Regions from separate parts of the Acanthopagrus latus genome. Here region 2 is linked to region 1. Evidence: chromatin contacts called from public Hi-C data. All regions are on one chromosome and are shown on one strand. The core of a region is the stretch at or near the end of the contact, and the rest is flanking DNA. Distances in the headings are between cores, read along the strand shown.

Evidence for each region. Hi-C and Micro-C count contacts between places; a contact is called where the count stands out from the background.
Region 2: a Hi-C map of muscle shows a contact between it and region 1, with 2.7 times the contacts expected there. The contact joins the promoter of LOC119004470 here to the promoter of ccnl1a in region 1. A contact is called at or near these places in 2 of 4 Hi-C or Micro-C datasets (both in muscle).

Annotation. Positions count from the first base shown.
Region 1 is chr2:20,510,943-20,515,793 of fAcaLat1.1, forward strand. ccnl1a (cyclin-L1a) reads right to left here and starts at 2,469. Exons shown (of 10, transcript XM_037082803.1): 1 at 2,141-2,469; 2 at 1,814-1,888; 3 at 996-1,105. The coding sequence starts at 2,386. It overlaps LOC119010587 (a long non-coding RNA gene), which reads left to right and starts at 2,330. Exons shown (of 3, transcript XR_005072009.1): 1 at 2,330-2,462.
Region 2 is chr2:20,649,623-20,654,473 of fAcaLat1.1, forward strand. It overlaps LOC119004470 (protein mono-ADP-ribosyltransferase TIPARP), which reads right to left and starts at 2,817. Exons shown (of 7, transcript XM_037071396.1): 1 at 2,502-2,817; 2 at 323-1,375. The coding sequence starts at 1,350.

The DNA.
Region 1 (4,851 bases), core at 1,219-3,718:
AAGAAAATAGACTTACTACAAGGACATCAGGATTGTAGATACACTTACTTCGTTGCTGAGTCAATTTAGCAATGTATGTGGCCAAACTATTAAAGCTACGCTGCATGCACTGACCTTCAACGAAAACATAACCCTTACACGTCCGCAAGCATCCAATTGATACCCAACTTGAACGAACAAGGTGATATTTCTATAAAAGCCATGAGGGACAGTTGGTGAATGGAGTTTTGCTCTTTAAGCACAAACAAAATGCATGGTGAGGAGCAGTCAGAGGTGGAAACTACATTACCCAATGGTCCGCAGATTGACGGACAGATACCCAAAGCTTAAGATTGAACCACAGGAGTCCTCAAGGCGCCCCGGGGGCCAAGGACCTTCGGCCAACCTGTCATCCCCGATCCCAGTGCCCAACGGTGGCTCAGACCACGGGCTTCTCCCACAGGAGGGCGTGGGGTGACCCTGGGGGAGGTGAGACCCCCTTGCATCATGGTTGTCATGCCGACTGCTTCGTCTTACGTACCATTCCACATCACCCAGGGTTTGGTAAATGTAGCTGGTCGCTGTTAGTTGGTTGCAAGGGAAAAAAGAAGCCAAGTTAATTCCAAGGCCTATAATACTGACATGTACAGATTTCTACGAAGACAAAGGCACCACAGAAGATTAAGCAGTGGTGCCTTGTCTTACAATATTTAAAATGCACTCAATTTTAAGAGTGTGTTGGGGTATCAATTCCAGTGTATTGTCAAACTACTCTGATGTTATATGAAGACAATTACACTCTGAGATTACGAGTGAAGCGGAAACTGAAAAGTTTTAAAATGGTTTAGAGTACATGGATAAACAGAAGGGCACTTTCACAGACAAACAGATCATCATACAACATACATCATATTTAATAACACAAAAAACAAATGCAATGCAACATGTTGCTTATAATTGAAAACATTCTTTATCATCAGCAGTAAATGAAAACTAGATTCAATGTCGATGCTTACTTTTTGCCTCTGATCTGTCTCAGATGGTGGAAAACATTGATGACATCTCGTATTCGTCGTGGCGCTTCTTCGATCTTGGAGGCCAAGTTGATACAAGCCATGGCGACAATCTGGAGAGAAGATAATTGAAGCAAAAAGGTAGGAAGGGAGAGTTCAATAACTGGACACACAACCAGAGATACAATGCCCATGAATGCCAAGTAGAGTTGAGCACAGGGATGAAATATCCAACCAGCAGATATTCATTTACTAAAGAGATCCCGCCATATATGCAGCCTGCTCAAATAATGGCAGTTCTCATCTCTAAAAAGGGATAACCCACTGAGGTAAAAACAATGTAAATCTGTCTGTTTCAAAGCAATACTGACATTTTTTATACTATCAACATACAAATACTCTACTGACAAATTCCAATTAGAGCTACATAGCGATATATTACACAGATTGATAAAAATGTGTACGTATCTGGGAGTGAGGCGGAAAGTTAAGCTTACCAACCACCACCAGGAAACGTTTAAAAACTGACTGCGAGATAGATGTGTTAAAATTACACATTTGGACATAAACTGGCGCCTCTGATAATGCTTAAAGTACTAATGTTCGGGTTCTATGGTTTAATTTTTTGGAAGACTGAACTCGTGAACTGTTTCGTTTCCTCAAAGGCTCCCCCTCTTTGTCTCGAAACTGGTCATAAACTCTGTGAGAACGTATTGCCAATATGGCTGCCACGAACGTAACCACAGCGTTATGCTGTGCTAACGTTACGTTAAATGCTCAGCATTGGCCTGACAACGATTCATATACATGCTAGGACTTACCTCAAAGCTGTGTTTGACGAATGATTTGGAGTAGAAAAACCGATGGAAAAGAACCTGCCCCGTTGCCATTGCCACCTGTCGAGGAAAACGCAGAGCATTACGTCTGTACTTTGTCTTGTGTAAGCTGGCCTAACCTTGCACAATGGACGGCCGCCATTTTAGCTCCACCACGCCAACGTCAAGGAGCTAAGCTAACATTAACGAAATGCTAACAACCGGCCTGTGTCGTGTTGTGGTCTGGGAAAAAACCCCTATCAACTCACGCTCGCTGTGAAAATATTCACACATGTATGATATAAAATATTATAACTACTCAAGAGGTCTTACCTGAGGTAGCCGGAGAAGAATGCCCGCTGATTGAATCAATTCACAACCAAGGATGCGAAGGTCGGTCTCCGTGTTCAGGTCGAGGCCATCGAGCATCGACGGCGTCGGAGAGAGCCTTTCCTCCGGTATGAGTGAGTTGTCGATTGTAAGGTATACTTCCGAGTAAACTTTGTCACCGATGAGAATGCCATCGTTGTTTGTGGACGCGTTGGAAGATACAGAGAGAGGACCAGCGGCCATCTTCATCCAAAAAGGAGCGGTTTACAGCTTGTGTGCTCACCCGGCCTCGACGAAACGACAGCGGAGCAATGAGACTGACAAAGTACGTGACGTCACCATCCTGTTAAGACTTTGCACATCCGCGGCGGCAAATAGTTCCGTAATATTGACCGATTGAACAAAATAAACACGAATTGTACTGAAATGTAATATGAATCAAAACTCGCACTGTCAATCAATCGGTTCGTACTTAACCCTCTCTCGGATGTGTTCTTTTATCTCACCTGTCTATAGATTACCATTCGAGCGCAGTCTAAATAAAGTTGATAACGGTATCAGCAGATAAATAGTTAACGAACAGATCGATCGACATGATAGGCGATCATGTTTTTATTGTTTCCGCTTTACGAATGGTAAATGAGCTACTGCTACCTTCAATGTCATACGCAAACTTATGTTTTTAATCTTCAAACGTTTTTAAGAGAGTAAAAAGGTGTGTTTGTGTTTGTTTGTTTGTTTTTTTTTACTGCGATGTGTGGTGTGATGCAGCAGTTCTCTTAATCCAAGACAGCTGTCTCTCATGGGAGACAGTAAAGTATCCTTAACCTTATAAATAATGACAAATGAAGCAGACAGTTTTCTACAGTTTTGTTGTCGAAATAAAACATCACAGACTCTCTGAGCCCGCAATTATGGACAAAACACCAGAACTGTGTATTAGGCACGTATGACTCGCGTTTCTCAGTTTATTTAGTCAACCTATTGCAGCTGTTGTTTTCCGGAGGCTCAGCTCTGCCATTTAATTATATTCCCATGTGTTCCTTAAACGTCACATCACGTGTTGGCAACACAAGCTGTAGATGTCATTTCCGACATCACCCGAAGGCAGCAGAAGGAAGTTTACTCACCACCAACGGTTTTTGTGACGTATTTTACGGGAAAGTCCGGACTTCTCACCGATACGTCTGGAACATATCCATCCGCCCATTTAAAAAAAGAAAAGCAGCGATGCCCCTGATTTATTTAGAAATCAGTATTTGAACGGCTAGTTTACACGGAGAGGACAGGACGTCCTTAAGATGTACTCAGTACTTTAACTTTGAAATATTTATGTTGATATAACATAAACCTAGGGAGGAAGAGCAGAGCAAAGAGCAAACTGAGTTTGAAGACTCCATTGGTGGTGTTAAAGATAAAGGTGCAGCTCCATGCCATCGTTTGTGTCAAGAAAGGTGGAGCTCCATATGAAGCAGTCCAAGGAACATTGTGTTCACTCATTCTTCAACCCCCAAGATTTCTTTCTTTCTTTTTTTCTTCCTTTTTTAGCCATTAGCCTTGCAGTCACTGAAAACGGACAGCAGGGGGAACTGAAGGCACATCAAGCGTTCTGATAATTGGGTGTACTGTGTGAAGCAGCAGGCCTCCTGAGGTTGAACAGTTTATTCTGTGAAGACTCATTCACTTTGTACTGAGTCCTCCATCTCTGACCTGATGCTGCGTTTCAGTCGAATGCGATATTTGACTGCACTGGGCTCACAATGCTGTAGTGTGTGTGTGATGTACTGGACTGTGTGTTTTCGGTGCAAGTCCACATTTCACTGCATGTGATGTGGTTTTCAGTTGTTTGATTAACTTGCAAATTTGAGATGATAACAGTTGATGTGCACTTCCGAAGTAAGATATTCAATGTGTCGGATCATTACAGAATTATTGCACAATTCTGAGGTCTAGTCTTGTCAAGGGGCCTGAGGTCAAAATATGCTTATGAGACTTTAACAAATTTAGTTTGTATCACTGGTTTCTGGACTATCACAGATGTATCAGTATCGGCAAATATTTTGTATGTGCTTTAACATGAACGCATCATTTTTAGAGACGATAATGAAAGAAAATGATGATTGGGATAATTGAAAATTATTAAATTCTCAGTGAAGTTTTCGGTTTCAGGGCTTCCCCTAAAAAAATTGATCTTCGGTGAGACTTTAGTGGTTTTCACTGTTTTTGGTTGAGCCCCATTTCAGTGAAGCACTGCAGGGGTCCCATTAGCTCAGATGGTAGAGCATGGTGACCCACAAGCAGAGCAGAGGCTTTGTCCTCGCTGCAGTGGCTCAGGGTTCAAGTTCGACCACACTTAAGTGGGTTAGGGTTAGGGCTGTGTGCAGTGTGCATGGGGACAGCGATATACTGTACATACACCACTCACAGTGGGAGGAAATGTGGTGTTCTGTAGGAGCCTAAGAGCAAATTTTGACCCTGGGCTCCACTGACAGTTCAATCCTGCCATGGCTGGTTATTTCCTGAGCTCATATATATGTGTGCATGTGAGTGTCTGGCTGTAATAATGCAAACATAGCATAAGGGTCTACTTTCACAACCTGTTCGAGGACACACACAGATTTACCTCCTTGGTTTTTTACTAATACAGCGCAAGAGGTGGCAGACTGAGGTCTCCTTGTCCCTGTCATTAACCGACACCTACAACCAGCACCTCC
Region 2 (4,851 bases), core at 1,567-4,066, 140 kb after region 1:
TCAAATTGTGTCTTGAGGGATTACCATAAATACCATGTGCGTGTTGTTGTCCAGAATAAACAAGTCATGACAGAAACCGAAGCTCCTCTGCGAGTGCGCATATCACACTTTCAGTTCCCATTCTGAAATGATTGAACCGAAAAGAGTTCACAGATCCAGAACAGAAATACAGAAACACTCTGTAACTGCTTCCCCCCGCAGCAGGTACCAGTATCTAACCAGAGGACGTACACACACACACACACACACACACACACACACACACACAGTACAGGATAACACAGCCTGCAGGTTGCAGCACACACTGCAGAGGGACACTTACTGAAACTTGAGCCTGACTTGCTCATTGTCCGGGTTGCAGTACAGTCTCTCCAGCTGTTCCTGGGAGTCGTCTGCTATGCTCTGCCACGTCTGACTACTGCTCCTGCGGATCTGCCAGTGGAAGGGCAGCACGGTGTGGTGGTGGGCACAGTCATTCCCATAAACACACTGTCCTTGGAGGAAATCCACACAAATGTCCACCGAGTCCGACTGATGCGTGTGATACTGGAGCTGGGTGAGCAGCTCGAAAACCAGGTCGAGGGAGGCCTCCTCACTTTTATCCTGAAATAGCACTCCTTTGTCGGGCTGCAGGATGAGGGGATGGGGGTCCTGGAGGCCTGAGCGGTCTTTGACTGGAGGGCTCTTGGACCCGGGGGTCAAGAGGTCATTGCTTTTGATGCCCCCCTCCTGGTGAGGAGCCTGGGGTGCCACCACGGGAGGTATATCCCTGCTGGGGGGCGTTATTGTCACGGTGCTCCCAGCCGCCCTGAGGCCAGGTTTAGGCTGAAAGCAGCGGCTGTCGGGGGTGGGATCCGTGATCTTGGGTCGCTCCCCTCGCCGCTCGGTCTCCTCCAGCTCCGCAGTAGTATCGGCTAATTCCACATCACCGTCCCGGGTCATCAGCCCCGGCACTCCAGCTCCAGCTGTGGCATCGTCGGCGGCTCCTGGGTCTTTGAGACACACCTGGCCCATACAGTTCTGTTTCACCACGGCCGCCGCGCACAAGGTGCCAGGAGTCCGGCCCGGCTGGTTCCGGGGAACAAACACCCCGTCCCCGGAGACCAGCGTGTCCGTGCTCAGTAAAGTGGTCAGTATAGGATCCTCCAGGGCGCGGTGGAGGCATTTGGCGTCCAATTTCCTCTGCTTCTTCTTGAAATAAGGTTTCACCAGAGGTATTTTGTCCGGGAGCCCCACGATCTGCTGCTCGGTGAAATCCTCCCCTTCGTCCATGTTCAGACTCATATCCAGCGAGATCCCAGTCGGCACACCGTCTGCGGATTTCTGGAGAATGTGCAAAGTTTTATCCATGGTTAGCTACCACAGCCCGACGGTCCTGAGGGGAAAGAGAAAGAAAGAGAGAGAAAGAAAGGGACAGTCATTAAACTTAACACCTATAATCCCCAAATATTAGTTTCCCAAGGTGAAGTCACCCTGGCGCATGGAGACATGATTAACAGGCTGCTCGGACGCGCAATTATGCCATAAAAATAACCGTGAAAACTCATGTTTCCTTTCCTGGAAAGGAAAGAGAAAAGAAAGCCCTCGCTCTGTGTGCCGAAACGAAACCTGTCTAACCTCTCCGACAACAGCCACAGGCTGGGTCTGATCCCGTAATGACCCTGCAGATAGAACAGGAATAACGCAGCAGCAGCATCCACCATAATGATCTGCTGACACAGGCACATTATCAGATGAGCCCATACAGGAGTGTTACAGGAGTGTAGCCTGTTAGAGTCACTCCGCTCTCAGAGAGGAGAGACGGGTTCACGCTCGCAGCCAGAAGAGCTGAAGCGGAAAAATATTACCTAATCCCGAGCACGGAGTCAGCAGCCTCAGATTAATCATATGAAGGGAGGAGGGAAGAGGAAAAACAAAACAAAAAAAACAAAAAAACACGGGGATACACAGATAATCAGTGTATTTGTTGCTCTTTATTCTGCGGTCTTTGGTCTCTTTGCTAACGTCATGCCTGCAATTACAGCTGCGTCTCCGAGCAGGAGCGATAAAATCAGCACTGTAACAAAACCCCTCTCTCCCGGGACCATATATTTTGATCACGGGAGTCCGATACGCGGCCCCTGCCGTCTACGTGCCGCTTACACATCGCTGCCCGAGCAAGTTTGCACGTAGGCTACAATCGAAACACACACACACACACACACACACACACACACACACACACAAGGCACTGCGGCGGAGCAGCGACAAAAGCTACATCGGGCTCCCCGGTTCCACCAGCAGCTCTCCCCCCGCTTCACGAACACTCCCTCCGGCCGACCCGGAGATGTGCGGGACTTCTCCGAAGCCGAACACCGGAGCACTGCAGTAGTCGGCCGGGGTGATTTTTTTTTTCTTTTTTTTCTCAGTGATCGCGCAGCTCTCCCGGAGCGAATGTCAAGCTTCAGGCAAAAAGACGAACAACCCTCGGACCGCATTTCTCCGACAAAAAAAACCCCTACCTGCGCGATAAAGTCCGCCCCTCTCCCCCCGGTCTCGACACTCTTTGGTGGGTGAAATCCAGTGCGTACATCGGCGGAGCTCCGTATCCAGTCCGGAGATAATAGTATCCGTGTGTGGACTAGACTGTAGTCCGGCTGGGTTTGTCGCGTCCCTCTGCTGCCTCCGCCGCTCTCATGCTCCGTCTCTATTTCATGCTGTCCGCCTCTCTCTTTGTATCCTTCTGCCGGATAGAGAAGCGCAGGAGAAAGCAGCAGACGCCGACAAAGAGTGGGGAAGCACAGCTGTGCCGAGAGGACGCTCTGGCTGCCTCCAGGCTCCGTACAGCCAGGCCCCGCCCCCTCGCAACCTGGTCAGGGGCGGGGCTTCGCTCCAGAGAGGGGGGGGGGGGAGGAGGAGGGAGAGACGGGTTAGGGTTAACCCTATCCCTCACCCTAACATTTGGGGGAGAGAAGAAGGCATACACCTGACAGTCTGCCAGCACAGCTATTTCATTTCTTTGTGTGCCTCGGCCTGAAGAAGACCCACGGTGGTCGAACTGTATTCATAGTTTCAAATACAAAATTAAAAGCATACATCATCATGCCTTACCAGCAGGATGAGAGAGGGGAGAGATTTCTGGTGGAAGGACCGTGCACCTCCTGTCTCCCACGTTTTTACGGAGGACAGGGCCCCTTCTCCTACCCTCAACCTTGGGGAAGAATGAGAGAGAGAGAGAGAATAGTCTGGCTGAAGAAGCTTCATGGGGGTGTGGGGACCTTCAGGGGTCCTGGAAGTAATAAAAAGCAACAAAAAAAAAAAAAAATTCATTACTTCACATATCCATGACAGACAGTTTCTTCAGTAAAAGTAGTAATACCTCAACATGCAAAAACTACACTACAAGTAAAACCCATGTTTTAAAATTGTTTTTAGGTGAGTACATATGTATCATTATATAATTCATAATGCACTTTTAGATGTGTGATGTGTTTACCTGTAAGGGCCCCAGGGGAAAAAAGGAGTTGAGCCCCTGTTTTGGTCCCAAGTAATTTTTTCATGTCTGAGTCGAGTCAAGTCACAAGTTCTGTCAAGTGAGGTCGAGCCACGATGAGTCCTTTGTTACTGCATATCAAGCCACTTTTTTACCCTCTAATATTCTGCAGTCTAACCTGCAGTATTTAATCTTTATAAAGAGAAAGGACACAGTGTTAGTGTCTGTCTAACGTTATTGGCCAACCTTTCTAACCTGCTCAAACACTATGACAATTGATTCAGTTTGGATTGTAATCGTTGATATTTAGGTCGATACATGTCATGTAACCAAAAAGAAAACACTTCATAAAAGCTAATTTATTTGTTATCTAAATTTCTTCTCAATCAAAATAATCCTTCCCCATCACTTTAAAACAGAGAAATACTGACAGCCATACCAAAAAAACACTTGGAAAACTAAGCAAAAACCTAAATTGAACACAGACAAGTCGTTCAAGTTGTCGTGTCTCAAGTCAAGTTCTGTCATGAGTGTTTAACTTCCAGGTCCAAGTCCACTCTCAAGTAATCTATTTTCTATCAGGTCAAGTTTCAAGCCATCAAAGCGATGAATCCAGTCCACACCTCTGCTAGTGACCCATCCGATCTCATTAACTAGACTGCACACAAATAAGCAAAAAAGAACCAGTCCCATACTGGACCAGTACTACTCAGCATCAGGTTTTCTATTTGTGAATCAGTTTAAACACATTATTTATTAGGGAACATGCATCACATGAACACAATCTAAAGGTCCTTAAATGCTACAACAGTGAGATCCCCCCACTAGACAGTTTACTATCAGGTAATAATGCCAGACCCTTCTTAATGTTTGACTCCAGTGGTGCACATTCCTGAACAAATTGACTTGCAGTGAAGTGGGGTTTTAGAGACCCTGTGGGTATGAAGCCCCCAAGGGCAGGTGCCTATTTTTTTCCTGGTTGTTATTCCGACTTTAGAACAATGCACTTTGAGGACTGGTTCCTTAAAAACCCTATTCACCCAACGAATGGATTTTTCTACATGGCACGGAAATGATCGGCCTATTATTATCTATAATGCGCTATAATAATTAACGTCATGACAAAGGCATTAGTTATCAATTATTAACCCTTTATATGTCTCATTAGAAATTGGTAACCAGCATTTAATGTTAATCAGCAATCAAAACTGTATATAAATACGGTACTTGAGCAAACGTATTCGTCTCAAGCAAAAGATCATGTGTGCTGACAGGAAATGTGTTAATAATTTGTTTGCAGGGTCTTGCTTGAAGATGATCTTGTCACTCCTCTCATGACATTTCTTGCAAAGAGGTGAAACTACAGTCCATGAGGAACC